Regions from separate parts of the Mus musculus genome. Here region 1 is linked to region 2. The links are chromatin contacts, called in public HiChIP or PLAC-seq maps. All regions are on one chromosome and are shown on one strand. Each heading gives the region's core, a stretch centred on a gene start, on an enhancer-like site or on the middle of the called end of the contact. The rest is flanking DNA. Distances are from core to core; before and after follow the strand shown. Region 1 has its middle 23 kb from the start of B4galnt3. Region 2 overlaps B4galnt3 (beta-1,4-N-acetyl-galactosaminyl transferase 3).

What was found. HiChIP or PLAC-seq counts read pairs in DNA pulled down with a chosen protein or histone mark.
Region 1: an H3K27ac HiChIP or PLAC-seq map of extraembryonic endoderm stem cells shows a contact between it and region 2, with 6 times the contacts expected there. The contact joins two enhancer-like sites. A contact is called at or near these places in 7 of 15 datasets of contacts at CTCF or cohesin (the G1E-ER4 cell line, the NIH/3T3 cell line, embryonic stem cells and 3 more), 104 of 484 Hi-C or Micro-C datasets (the 63-12 cell line, the AtT-20 cell line, B cells and 69 more), 12 of 115 datasets of contacts at active chromatin or transcription factors (the 230-238 cell line, bone marrow-derived dendritic cells, embryonic stem cells and 6 more) and 1 of 9 other capture datasets (liver).

The regions. Positions count from the first base shown.
Region 1 is chr6:120,314,734-120,321,278 of GRCm38.p6, forward strand. No RefSeq gene overlaps it. Among named protein-coding and RNA genes, the nearest start is that of B4galnt3, 23 kb to the left of the region's middle. Within about 2 kb of position 4,583, at least 24 of the 459 cell types and tissues checked have an H3K27ac peak or open chromatin away from gene starts, as enhancers often do. A contact at or near this core is called in extraembryonic endoderm stem cells, where this site is marked.
Region 2 is chr6:120,224,162-120,231,322 of GRCm38.p6, forward strand. B4galnt3 (beta-1,4-N-acetyl-galactosaminyl transferase 3) reads right to left here. Exons shown (of 20, transcript NM_198884.2): 4 at 932-1,027; 5 at 384-474; 6 at 1-15. Among named protein-coding and RNA genes, the nearest start is that of B4galnt3, 67 kb to the right of the region's middle. Within about 2 kb of position 1,795, at least 16 of the 459 cell types and tissues checked have an H3K27ac peak or open chromatin away from gene starts, as enhancers often do. A contact at or near this core is called in extraembryonic endoderm stem cells, where this site is marked.

The sequences.
Region 1 (6,545 bases), core at 3,333-5,832, 93 kb after region 2:
GAACAGTGACTAAGACACCATCTCACCCAGAAGTCTTTCTTTTTGCTCAAGACAGTCTATGTTGCCAAGGCTGGCCCTTGAATTCACGGGCTCAAACAATGTGGCCTCAGTCTCACAAATATTTGGGAGACTACAGGTATACAGTACCATGCCTAGCTTGTATTTATTTCTCTCTATTTTTAAGTAGATGGGCCACGGAGATGGTTAAGTAAAGGAGTCTGCTGTGAAACCTGATGATCTGAGTTCGATGCCTGGGACCCACTTAGAGGAAGGAGATACTCAATTTCAGAAACTTATCCCCTGACTTCCACACACCAATGATGGGAAAATGTAACAAACAATTTAAAAGACACAAAGAAACACACACACACATACACCATAAACCTTTTTTTCTTCTTTTTTTAAAGATTTATTTATTTATTATATGTAAGTACACTGTAGCTGTCTTCAGACACACCAAAAGAAGGGAGGCTTCAGGTCTCATTACAGATGGTTGTGAGCCACCATGTGGTTGCTGGGATTTGAACTCAGGAACTTTGGAAGAGTAGTCAGTGCTCTTAACTGCTGAGACATCTTTCTAGCCCCCATAAACCTTTCATAATTGAATTAAATTGGAGTTCATACAGTTTGCAATTTCTTGTCCATTACATTGTCTGTTCTGCTTGTGCTCCCCTCCCCCACTCTGGTTTTCCAGGCCTGCCCATGTGCTGTCTGTCCCTCTGTTTCTAACACTCCACCTCTGTCTACTTGTGAATTTGCTTTAAGATTCAGCTCAAGCAGAACACCTTACATCATCTGTTGATGGTACCGACGTCATCTTCTGATGGCACCGTGCACACCCACAGTACTTTCTCCTCTGTTGAATCTGTCCTGTGTTTACCTTCCCACCAAACTTTGGAATATAAAGACTGTGACGCTGTGCGGGAGGGACCACACTTTGAATGTGCCAGCCTAGATGTAAATGTCCTTGGCCATCTAGTTATAAACTGTGAGTCACTTCAGGACCCCTGAGATGGATTTGGGAGGCTTGATGGATCTTGATCCCTCTTCTTGGTATGGTCACACACTTGAATAAACCTCCTGGTACATGGAGATTGACTGGGGTGACATGGAAATAGACAGCTTGTCCCCTAACCAGAACAAAGAAGGGTAGTGGTCTGTCCAAGGGAGTCAGGACTGTGCCCAGGTGCAGCAAGCTTGGGGTTTTAGAAAAGGGAACCTTGAGGTGGAAGATTACAGATTCAGAGCTTTCCTATGCAGCCTAAAAGTTGTAAGTACCAGTGGGAGGTTGATATGTTGACCTTTCCTCCATCTTAACATCCTGAAGATGCTGAAGTTCTCAGGTCATAAGCTCTTCATCTCCTTTCTGCTTTCCACTTTTTTTTCTTTCTTTCTCTTTAAGGTTTATTTATTCATGTATATGAGTACACTGTCACTGTCTTCAGACACACCAGAAGAGGGCATCAGATCTTAGTACAGATGGTTGTGAGCCACCATGTGGTTGCTGGGAATTGAACTCAGGACCTCTGGAAGAGCAGGCAATGCTCTTAACCACTGAGCCATCGCCCCTGCTTTCCACTTTTATTGTGGCCTTTTAAATTGGCTTATTGAGCTTGGAGAACAGGTTATGATCTCCAAGTTCAGTAACTTCAGGATTAAAGGTGTGTATGAAAGACCCACAACGTGAGGACTCCCCCACGTTCTGACTCAGGAGAGGCGACACCCCAAAATCACCAACGAGAAACGGTCTTGCTGCAAATTGCAAGAGGATTTTTATTCAAGAGTGCTCTCAGGCCCACGGTCATACACCACGCAGGGGTAGAGGACCGTGGCGCCCCGAGTAGCTGAGTAAGGGGGAATTTAAAGGAAGGAACCACAACTCAAGGAGGTGGGAAGGGCGTTGTTGGAAAATACCAAAAATACCAGTTAAGAGTCACAAGGAAGTACAAAGTCACAAGTGTCAGGTTATCTCTCAAGACAGTTTCTAAGAGCCCCTAACAATCTAAGAGCCCCTAGCAATAGCACCTTTGCATAGTGGGTTCCAGCAATGGTCAGGGTGGGTCAGGGTGACTTTCTTTGAATGAACACTCTTTGAACCCAGGAAGCGGGTGGGTGGAGGAAGGAATGTCGCTATCTGTTTTATGATTAGCATACCTTGGAGCACTGAGTTTACTACTCTTTCATGTACCGTCACAACATTGAGATCTCTCTCCTCAGTGACTCTGGAGGAGCCATCTTAGTGAGACTGGCTGGTTTGCAAACCCCTGGGGATTCATTTCTCTCTGCTCTGCCTGGATCTAGGTCACAGATTGTTTTCCACCAAGCTTGGCTTTCACCTGTTGCTAGGGATCTGAACATGGGCCCTCATTCTTAGACTGTGGACACTTTACCAAGTGAGCTATCTTTCCCAGGCCACAGATTATAAATGCAATCTAGTTTTAGTATGCCCTACCACAGTAACTTAAAAAGAAAATGGTGTTTTTCTAAGGCTTCTAAAATGTTCTATTGGCATATATTAACTTTACACTGTACACATTCACATTATGTAGTTGGGTCATTTTCACTCTTCGTTACCCTTGTGTTGGGGTCTTTCCATGCCTTCTTCTTCCCAATTCACTTCCCTTCTACTTTCACATTGTGTGTGTGTGTGTGTGTGTGTGTGTGTGTGTAAAGTTCATCTGAGTTGTCTACTGAAGCACAGATGAGAGTTTGTTTATAGGATGGGTATCTTATCAGTGGGAACTGGAAGAAAAAAATCTCAACTCAAAACAAAAGATCTTTTATTTCCTTGGTTAGGTTTATTCCAATTTGTTTTGTTTTTCTGATGACTGTATATTTTGTGCACATATGTTTAGAATTGTAACGTCCTTTTGATAGATTTTTTCTTTTTCTTTTTCTTTTTCTTTTTTTCGAGACAGGGTTTCTTTGTGTAGCCCTGGCTGTCCTGGAATTCACTTTGTAGACCAGGCTGGCCTCGAACTCAGAAATCTGCCTGCCTCTGCCTCCTGAGTGCTGGGATTAAAGGCACGCGCCACCACCACCCGGCTGCTTTAGAGTTTTGGGGGTTTGGTTTGTCAGCTAGTAGATTAGGGAATGCTGCTTATTTCCTAGTTTGATTTGCTTGAAACACCTTTTCCAGCCTCTTAGTGTGAGACGGTGTCTGCCTTTCATGGTGAAATGTGTTTGTGCCTCTTGGAAGCAGCAAAAGAACAGGTTCTGCTTTACATCTGGTTGGTGTCCTGTGATTGGAAATCATTAGTATTCAGAAGTATTATTGGAAGGTGTATATTGCTTACTATAATTTGGTAGTGTTTGGTGTTTCCCAAATTCATATTTGTTTAGCTATCATTTGTGGAGAGCTGTACCTCGAGCAATCGCTGTGGAGAGCCGTGCGTGCTGCGAGCAATCGCCATTATAAGATGGCGCTGGCCTCCGCTGTGCCTAACTAGTAAACAAGCCTTGTACGCAGGTGCAAGAGTGGACTCAGGCCTCGTCACTGCCCATCTTGGGGCGTAGTAATGGGATGATGGGCGAGCAACGAATCAGGAGCTGTCACGCCACATCAGGTGCTGAAACGTCACACTGCAGGCTATATAAGCAGCGCCATTTTCTGGGTTCGGGGTCTTCCTGAGAAGTAAGCAATAAAGCTTTTGCCACAGAAGATTCCGGTTGTCCTGAGTGTGTTCTTGCCGGCAGGGACAAAAGCTCGGGCAATAATCATTGTATTATCTAAAGCCTCTTAGTTGTGTTAATCATTTACTTCAGGCCAACCCTTTCAGTATCCACTACAGATCTGGTTTAGTGGCCATCAATCCCTTACTCTGCTTTTATTATAGGATGCTCTTTTTCCATCAACTACAACAGCTAGTTTTCCTGGGTAGACTTATTAAGTTTAAACCAGGCCCCTAAGGTGGCAGTGCTGGTGACAATGTCCTAAACAGAAGGACTCTGACCGGGTAAACAGAAGGATCGTATTGGGTAAACAGAAGCCTAAACTCAGCATTCCTCACGAATCTTGCAAGGAAGGTTTCTGTTTGCCAGGAAAACCACTACCTCCTTTATCTAGGCCCAACTACCTTAATTAATCCTAACAGCCTGCGTCAGCTCAAGGACCCACACCCTCTACCATATAAAATCTGCCTGCCTTCCTGCTAAGCTGCTGTCCTCTATTCTTGGAGACAGATTGGCAGTTTGCTCCCCCGATAAACTTTTCTATCTGGGCGTTGCATGGCCCAGTGCAGGGGTTTCGCTGAATCCTCCCTTACAATACTAATATGGGTGGGCAATTATCGTCCTAACAAACCTGAAATGCAGCCAGGCCATGGTGGTACATGCCTTTAATCCCAACACTCAGGAGGCAGAGGCAGGTGGATGTTTCACGATAGCCAGGGACACACAAAGAAGCCCTGTCTTGAAAAACAAAAATATTTAAAAAAAAAAAACCCTAAAATATATATTTTCTGTGTTCTGACTTTTATTTCATGCTGAGAAATGGGCTTTTATTTGGGTAGGGTGGCTTGCAGGAGTCAGTCCTCTCCTTTATTTACCATGTAGCTCCCAAGATAAGTTCCGGCCGTCGTGCTTGGCAGCAGGCACCCGACTGCGTCATCTCACTTGCCCTATTTATCATTGCTGTGTGCGTATGATGGGGACGGGCACATGCCACAAAACACACGTGGAGTCAGAGGACAACCCTCAGGAATGGGCTCTAGAGACTGAACTCAGGTTGTCAGCTTTCCACAGCAAGTCCTTCTACCTGCTGAGCCCCCTGACACTGCTTACTCAGTGTCGATTTCCAGCATTCGTACAGTATGGGTTTTGTTCAGTGTGTCTAGTTCTCTATTTAATCGCATTTGTACATTCCTACATTGATTCATTTTGTTTAGAGGTTTGTATTTTCTAAAATATTTTGGAATTCATTCAAGTTTATTTATACTCTCATTTCTTAGTATATATACATATATATATATATATACACACAAACACATATATATGTATATATATGTGTGTGTGTGTATGTGTGTGTATACATATATATATTCATATATATATTCTCTCTCTCTCTTTCTACACACACACTCTCTCTCTCTCTTTCTACACACACACACACACACACACACACACACACACACACACACAGAGACAAGATTTCTCTGACCCAGAGTTCTGTGGCTCAGGCTGGCCTTGAACCCATAGAAATCAATCCACCTGCCTCTGCCTCCCAAGTGCTGGGACTAAAGGCGTGTGCCACCACTGCTCAGCTTCTTTGAATGTATTTATAATCATTCTTCTGAATTCTTTGTCTGGAATTTCCCTATCAGTCATTCTCACTGGGGGCCATTACTCTGGGGTTGGTAGATTTTAGAGAGGAACATCCTGGATTTTCATGTTACTCGTGTTTCTGTGTAGGGACTTAAACATCAAGAGTTCATTTTTGTCCTTGGTCCTATGAAGGCTCAATAGATGCCTCAGTGTAGGGGAATCAAGGGTGGTGAGGTGGAAGAGGGTAGTGGGTGGAGGAACACCCTTATAGAAGCAGGGGGAGGGAGGATGGAATAGGGGGTTTTGGGGTGAGGGAGAACGGGGAAAGTGAGTAACATTTGAAATGTAAATAAAGAAAATATCCAATAAAAAAGAGTTAATCTTCTGGCTGACTCGAGATCATCTCCTTTCAGAGTTAGTGTTTGTAATGTTCAGGAATGGATATGTTAAAGCAGGGTTGAAGTGCTGTTTTCCCCTGATAGACTGGTTTCCTGACAACAGCTCTGTGGATCCTCAGCCCTCCCCTGCCAATAGAATGAATCACTATTGAGGGTGGAGCTACTATGGAAATAGAGAGTTAGCGCAGCAAGAGTCCTTTAGGCACTAATGCTTGCAAGGAGCAGAGACAGCCATAGCACTGAACACACTAATCAGTTCTCCTGGGGATTCTCAGTTCCTTTCTGCTGCTGCTATGATACAACACTAACAAAAGCAACCTAGCAGACAAAAGATTTATTTTAGGGTACAACTCCAGGTAACACTCCAGGTTCTTCACTGAGGGAAATCAAGGTAGGAACTTGAAGGCAGGCCTACTTGCTATTCCATATTGTATATAGCATTATTTCCAGCCAAGGAATTCATTCAACAGTCAAAGAAGTGTGGCCAGAACCACGCAAGAGATGGCTTGCAGCAGGGCATGGTGGCGCATGCCTTTAATCCCAGCACGAGGGAGGCAGAGGCAGGCAGATTTCTGAGTTCGAGGCCAGCCTGGTCTACAAAGTGAGTTCCAGGACAGCCAGGGCTATACAGAGAAAACCTGTCTCGAAAAACAAAAACAAAAAAAGAGATGGCTTGCAGGTTCATAGGTGGACTAACTTTTTTATATAGTTTAGGACCAACTTAGGATGGTACCACCCACAGTGGGCTGGGTCTGCCCACATCAGCTAACAGTCTACACAACCCCCACCCCTACGCCACCAGCCATGGCCAAAAGTCAATATGACCTAGCCAATTCTTCATTTGTAACTCTCCTCTCAAAAGAATCTAGTCTAGTGGTTCTATAC
Region 2 (7,161 bases), core at 545-3,044:
CAAACTGGATTTTCCCTGGGCAACAGCAGAGTGTCTGGGTGAATCAAAGAGGGCCTTGGCACGGAGGCTGAACGCCTCTGTTACACCTGCACATTGATTTTCTTCACTCACAGTGACTTGCCCTACCCGCCATTTTTGCATGGGGGAGGGGACTCTACATTCTGGGGGAGCAATATGAAGATGGAGAAGAATTATGTAGACCAGCCAGTTCCAGGCTTTGGGGGTGGGGCAGTTGCCTGAGGATACTGGATGAGATTTCACTATGCCTTAGTTTCCCCTCCCTCCGTGATGGAGTAACAAGGGCTCAGGGTTATGTTTCTAGGACCCTCCTGCCCCAGGAAGGTGGAAGCAGGAAGAGGAGTGGGGCTTCGGGACTCCCTCACCATCGGTGAAAGGGTGCAGATAGCCAAATATGCGGAGGCCATAGTTGGTCCACTTGGGGGACACAGCCAGCTTCCTCAGAGTTGTGCGGATCTACGTCAAGAAAGATGAACTGTCACTCAGAATCAGGAAGAAGAGTTGAAGAACTCGGTCTACTCAAGGCTGGTGGGGAGGAGAAGAGGGGGGCAGCCGATGGGAGACTAGGGGTGTGGTATGGTGGGTGGAGTACAAGATAGGTGTGCTTATGAGATCCTACTCGCTTCTCGGTCCAGCTGGCCGTGTACGATGCACATGTTGCCCTTGGATAAACATCAAGAGAGCCTGAACTGAATGAAATGCTGCCCAGCGGCAGGTGGCAAGAGTCTCGGGGAAGGAGAAGACAAAAAAGATCTTCTGGACAGAGGAAGAGAAGGCCCAAGAGATCGAGGGAGTAAGACCGACTGTGATGGACTGAGAAGAAGCAGGGAAGGAGGCAGGTGGAGTGCATGAGATGCAGGAGACACAGAGGGTGGTCCAGGCACCATGTACAAACATCCCCACAGGTACTCACGTGGGGGTAGAGTGGGAAGTGCAGGTTGTTCCTCAGCTGTTGGATGGAGCTGCCACACCAGTCTTCAAACACATGTAGGTTGGCGTGGCCCCGGAACTGTGTGGGGCAGAGAGGGGGCAGTGAGTGAGAAGTGGACACAGTGATTCTCGAATACTCTATGGAAGGCTTGGCTCCCAGTCCGTGGTGGTACTGGAAGATGTGGAAGCTTTAGGAGGTGAGGACCTAATAGGAGAAGGTTAGGTTATAGGGCGGTGCCCCTGAAGGGATTACTGGGATCCTCACTGCTTCCTATCTTTCATGACTCGCCAGTCAGTCCTCTGCCACCAGGATGCACTAAGCTGCCACAAGTCAAAGGAACTGGGCCAAGCAGGCCTAGGATTAACCCTCTGAACCCTTGAGCCTACACAATGTTTTCTTGTTCATGAGTTGGTTATCTCAGGAATGCTTGTCCTGATGAAAAGCTAACATCAGCCCTATGGCCTGACTCTGAGGTTACACACACACACACACACTCACACACACGCACACACACGCACACATGCACACACGTGCAGGCAAGGGGCTTAATAGCCGTGGCAAAACGATGCAAGTGACAGAAGGAGCTGGGAGGAGCTTGGTCAGGTTCTAGCCAAGGGCTTGCCTATCATGCCTGCCCTGTTTCTCAGGAGAGGAAGGCTCTGCAGCCTTCTGCCTGTCATGACCTCACCTACCCAGTGGTCTCCATACTCTGGCTGGGGGAAGCATCTGAGGAAATCCATGGTGGTATCTGGGGGCCCCCTCAGGGCCTCCTGCAGCTCACAGGCTCCTCACTGACTGGCAGAGGCTAGCTTGTCACTCTCTGACCTGGGACCTTGGGAAGTAGCCACCACTCACAGGAATGTAGGGAGGGGGCTGGGGTGGGTGAGGAAGTCTGTGGGTTGGTAGGTGGGAGGCGGTTAGAGGCTCCAAGGAAGGAAAAGAATGGGGACTTTATGCTGCTTCTGGGGAAATTCCTCAAGTCCAGCTTAAAGGATTCAGTTGTCTTCTCCAAGTGGTCTGCTTCTGTCCCCTCCCCAGGAGACCTCCAGGTCAGAGAGCTCTGGTTCTCTGACTTGAGGGGAGCACGGCCACCAGAGCAGAGCCGTCAGCTGTGTGAAGCCTGGAGCTACGATGTCAGACTTGGCACTTGGCACGAGAAGGGGTTTTTGCCCAGAAAGCAGCTTTGGCCTGAGGGCAGGGAGATACCAATTTCTCCCAGCTCCTCCGCAAGCAATCCAGCTCAGCCAAGAGAGCCTGAGGTGCTATAGGAAGCCCTCAGGGAAGCAGGGAAGGAGAGTGGAAGAGAGAAATAGCCTTTTCTTTGAGGTAGGCTCTACCCAGTATTTGGCTGAGCCTCAAACTTTTGTGGGTAACCTCCGACTGTGGGGGTGTCTTGGGGATCCTTGGACACTGTCTTCTTCCTCAGACCCAGACTGACAACTACATCAGAATTTGTGTTTTGTGTTGTTCCATTTTAGGGACTCTATACTAACAAAGATGTGGCACTCTGGAACCTCAGCCTCCGAGGTGGCCCTTCTCCTTTGCCTGACATAGACAGAAGGCCAGGGAAGGGGTGGGCTTCCTCCTAGTTTTATTTATTATATATAAGTACACTGTGGCTGTCTTCATACACACCAGAAAAGAGCATCAGATCCCATTACAGATGGTTGTGAGACACCATGTGGTTGCTGGGATTTGAACTCAGGACCTCTGGAAGAGCAGTCAGTGCGCTTAACCACTGAGCCATCTCTCCAGCCCCTCCTCCAAGCTTGTGATGGTTTGGAACTTACAGCTGGCCGTACGGGAGAAAGTACTTGTCAGCTTGTCTCATTTAGAAGGGAGGATATCGGGGCTCAGGAAGTGACTCCCTGAGAACACACAGCAATTACTCCATGGAGAAGGTGAGTGCAGAAGGGGTATTCAGGGAAGGGAAGGTCTACTCCACCTCTGCTGGGACTTACTGGGCTTTCCAGGTCAGCAGCAGGAGGAGGCAGATGGTGGCGTCTCCCCTGCCCTGGGTGTTCTTACTGCCCCCCAGGACTGTCCTGAGCAACTGGACTGATCTGATGAAGCAGGTCACTCTGCAGCTAAAAACTTCAGGTGACTTCAGACTTTAGTCACATCGTCATAAAGATCATCTCACTGTGATCTTTATGACTGACCTGCCTTCCCAGCCCCCACCGCACACACCCTCCTTGCCCTACTGACTTCCCACTCCCAGTCTTTGCCCCCGAACCACCCAACCCTCAGCTTTCCACGCTTGTACAAATGCGGTTTCCTCGTTAGGCTCCTTTTTAGTCCTCAAAAGTTTTCTCAAATACATCTAAGGCCCTCTGTGCCTTCCCTGGGAAGAGCTAACAGTTCCTTCCCATGTGTCCCAGCACATCTGAGTTATGTCTGAGAATGAACAAATGCTTATAGAAGCTGAATCTAGAGCAAGCCATTCCACCACTGCATTCTTAGTACCGGTCAACGTGTCACTGTGCGGTTAGACGACAGGGGTCGGAGTAAGGTCAGTGAGTTATTTGTTTGTTTATTTATTTAAAAACAGTGGAAGAGCTGGGTTAGGAAGGTACTTCTAGTCAAGATCACAAGAGGTGGGCTGGTGAGATGGCTCAGTGGGTAAGAGCACCCGACTGCTCTTCCGAAGGTCCGGAGTTCAAATCCCAGCAACCACATGGTGGCTCACAACCATCCGTAACAAAATCTGACTCCTACTTCTGGAGTGTCTGAAGACAGCGACATTGTACCTATATATAATAAATAAAAAATAAAATCTTAAAAAAAAAAAAAAAAAAAGATCACAAGAGGCTGGGCGTGGTGGCGCACGCCTTTAATCCCAGCACTCGGGAGGCAGAGGCAGGATTTCTGAGTCCAAGGTCAGCCTGGTCTACAAAGTGAGCTCCAGGACAGCCAGGGCTATACAGAGAAACCCTGTCTCGAAAAACCAAAAAAAAAAAAAAAAAAAAAAAAAAGATCACAAGAGAAAAACTACTGTCTTTCTTTTTTTTCTTGTTTATAATAATTATTACTATTATTTTAATAATAATATTTTGTTGTAACAAATAATTACCACAATAATTATATATATATATATATATATATTTTAAAGACAGGGTCTTTCTGTGTAGCCCTGACTGTTCTAGAACTCACTCATTCTGTAGGTCAGATTGGCCTCAAAACTCACAGAGATCTGTCTGCTTCTGCCTACCAAGTACTGGGATTAAAGATTTGCACCACTACCGTCTGACCCTTGTAATTATTTTTGTTTGGAGGAATGTCCTGGGTAGACAGAGTGTTCTAATAGATCTGCCCACTGACCAACAGAAGAGATGGCTGGCATTGGAGTTTGCCGGTGTACCAGGAAGTTTCTAAGGACAGGTATTCCATACCCAGTCCCAGCTGTCCCATCTGCTTAGTCCCCTCTGACACACTAAGGACAATAGCTATGGCTGCTGCCCAGGGAAGAAAGGCAAGGCCTGAAGTGTTCGCTTAGAGCAAGACTCTCCACTAACTTCAACCTCTCAGGCATACTGCAAAGGGGGTGGGCACCCCATTCCAAGAGCCACTGAGCTGGACACACAGAAGTCCCAGCCATGGGAGAGATGGAGAAGCTGGGCTGGAGTGGCTGTTACTCACCTCCCTGTCCTAGGAAATCAGGGATTCTCTGAAGATCTATGAAGATTAAGGATTTTAAATCTTTTGACGTTTAAAAATGAAATCCACGGAAATCGGTCATTTACCACCGAAAAGCCACATACATGTACTAAGATAATAAATATCTCTCCTTTTTTAAGAGATTTATTTATTATTATATGTAAGTTCACTGTAGCTGTCTTTAGACACACCGGAGGAGGGCATCAGATCTCATTATGGGTGGTTGTGAGCCACCATGTGGTTGCTGGGATTTGAACTCAGGACCTTTGGAAGAGCAGTCAGTGAGCCATCTCTCCAGCCCCCAATTATTTCTTTTAAAAGTCAATTCTGGCCAGGCTGTGAGGGCACACACCTTTAACCCCAGCACATGGGAGGCAGAGGCAGATGGATCTCTGTGAGTTCAAGGACAGTCTGGTCTACAGAATAGGACAGCCAGGGCTACCCAGGAAAACACTGTCTCCAAAACCAACCAACCAACCAACCAACCAACAAACCAACCAACCAACCAAACCCCAAAAGCAAAAAAAGTTGATTCTGTCAGGGTGTGGTAGCAGATGCCTTAAACCTCAGTACTCTATAGGCAGAGGCAGGTTCTGTGAGTTCCAGCCCAGCCAAGCCCTCTTTTTTCTCAAAACAAAAAGTCAATCTAGGACAGATAACGAGGGCACATGCCTATAATTCCAGTATTCAGGAAGCTGAGGCTGGAGGATCATAACTTTCAGGCTAGCTTGAGCTACATAGTGAGATCCTATTTCCAAAATGAGAGAGAGAGAGAGAGAGAGAGAGAGAGAGAGAGAGAGAGAGAGAGAGAGAGAATGGGAATATGCTGGAAGAGCTGGCTCATGCCTGTAACCCTAGCCCTTGGGAGATGAAGGCAGAGGGTTGGGAAGAGTTCAGGTTCATTGTCAACTACACAGTTGAGACAACCGTGCAGCCAGCCTGGGCGATATGAGACCCTGTCTCAAAAATAAACAACAAAAAAAGTGGAAGAAAAAAAAAAAAAACAAGAAAAAGAAAACTGATCCAAGCTGCTCTAATAGAGTGAAGGCTAGATACCAGAGCAACTGATCTTTACAGCAATGGCTCAGCACACTGTCTCCAGCAATCTGGTGATGTCACCTAGAACAACTGTACCAGCATTGTAACCCACCCTCCCACTGGGCTTTAAAACAGACAGTATCACAGCGTAGAGGGGCTAACGTTGTCTCTTTCACTCTTGCCCTTGTGTGGGTGGGTTGGAAATCAAACCGCCCAAGCTGTGAGATCACTCTGCAGCAGGAACAACAAAGACAATGGACTGGCCCACACCGCACAGCCAAGAAAAGTCGTCTCTACCCCAGGCCCCAAGATGACTGTAAAATATGACGTCCCAGAACACCATGCTATTCCAGAGTTTGGGCATAAGCATGTACTTATGGTATCTTGTACACGGACATGTTCATTAAAAAATAAAATAAAAAGAATACCAATGCCCATAAGTAAAAAGTTTCAGAGTGGCTGGGATTTTGACTGTTGCTTTGCTGTGCAGACTCAAGTGACTAACTAACTGCCCTGCTGTGTCACTGTACCTGGTGTGATTTTTTTTTTTTTTTTGGACCCCTCACAACTGCTTTCTGAAGCCAGTTCCTAATGCATGCTCCTCTAGAACATCGGTGGTTCAGAATCTTAACAGGCATTTATGGAAAAGGCAAAGGCAATTCAGGGGCAAATAAATTTGGGACCTGCTGAGCTAAACCAAGCTAAACAGATTTGCCCAGGACTTCTCAGAATCTTTCATATGCTAATGTGGATTTCCAAGAACAGTTGCCTTGCACAGTGGGCTTTTACGTTGTGTTTTTGTTTTGTTTTGTTTTTAATCTTTTTTAAACAATGGATTTCTTTCTTCCTGGAATAGCTGGGATTTAATGGTTTGAGAACATAACTCTTGGGGAGGTTGTTATCTTTAAGACTGGGGATTGGCATAGCTGTGAAAGTCATGTAAACTCCCTAGACACTGCTTTCCCACCTATAAAATAAGAATAATGAATGACCTCTACAGTTTGGATCAACAGTGTCTCTGAAATGCCCATAAGTCCCAGCCTGCAGTGCTACTGGGAACCAGTAGAGCCTAAAGGAAAGAGGTCTCAGAGGTCTGATGCTGGAGAGATATTAGGACCAGCCCTTCCCTGTCTTCTTTGCTTTCTATACACCCCGATGTTAGAATAACCCTCCTCTAGCTCTCATCAAGATGTGCTGTGCTACATTGACCCAAAGCAACAGAGCAAACCAAGCTAGAACTAAAACCTCTGAAACCATGCTCGATGATACCCTTCTTCTTCATAGGAGAAGATTCTTAGGAGTGGATTGTGCCAGGCGGTTGCTCTAGCAACAGAAAGCTCGGTTAACACAATACTACCTTACAGAGTCAAAACAGCTGATGGGAGATGGATATGCACACAGTAGGTTTGCAGCAAATGTTTGTGTGCCCATTTCATCTGTTTAAGTCCCTTCTCTTTAAACACCAGGTTCAGGGGCTTGAGAGATGGCTCAATGGTTAAAAGCACTGGTTCCAGAGG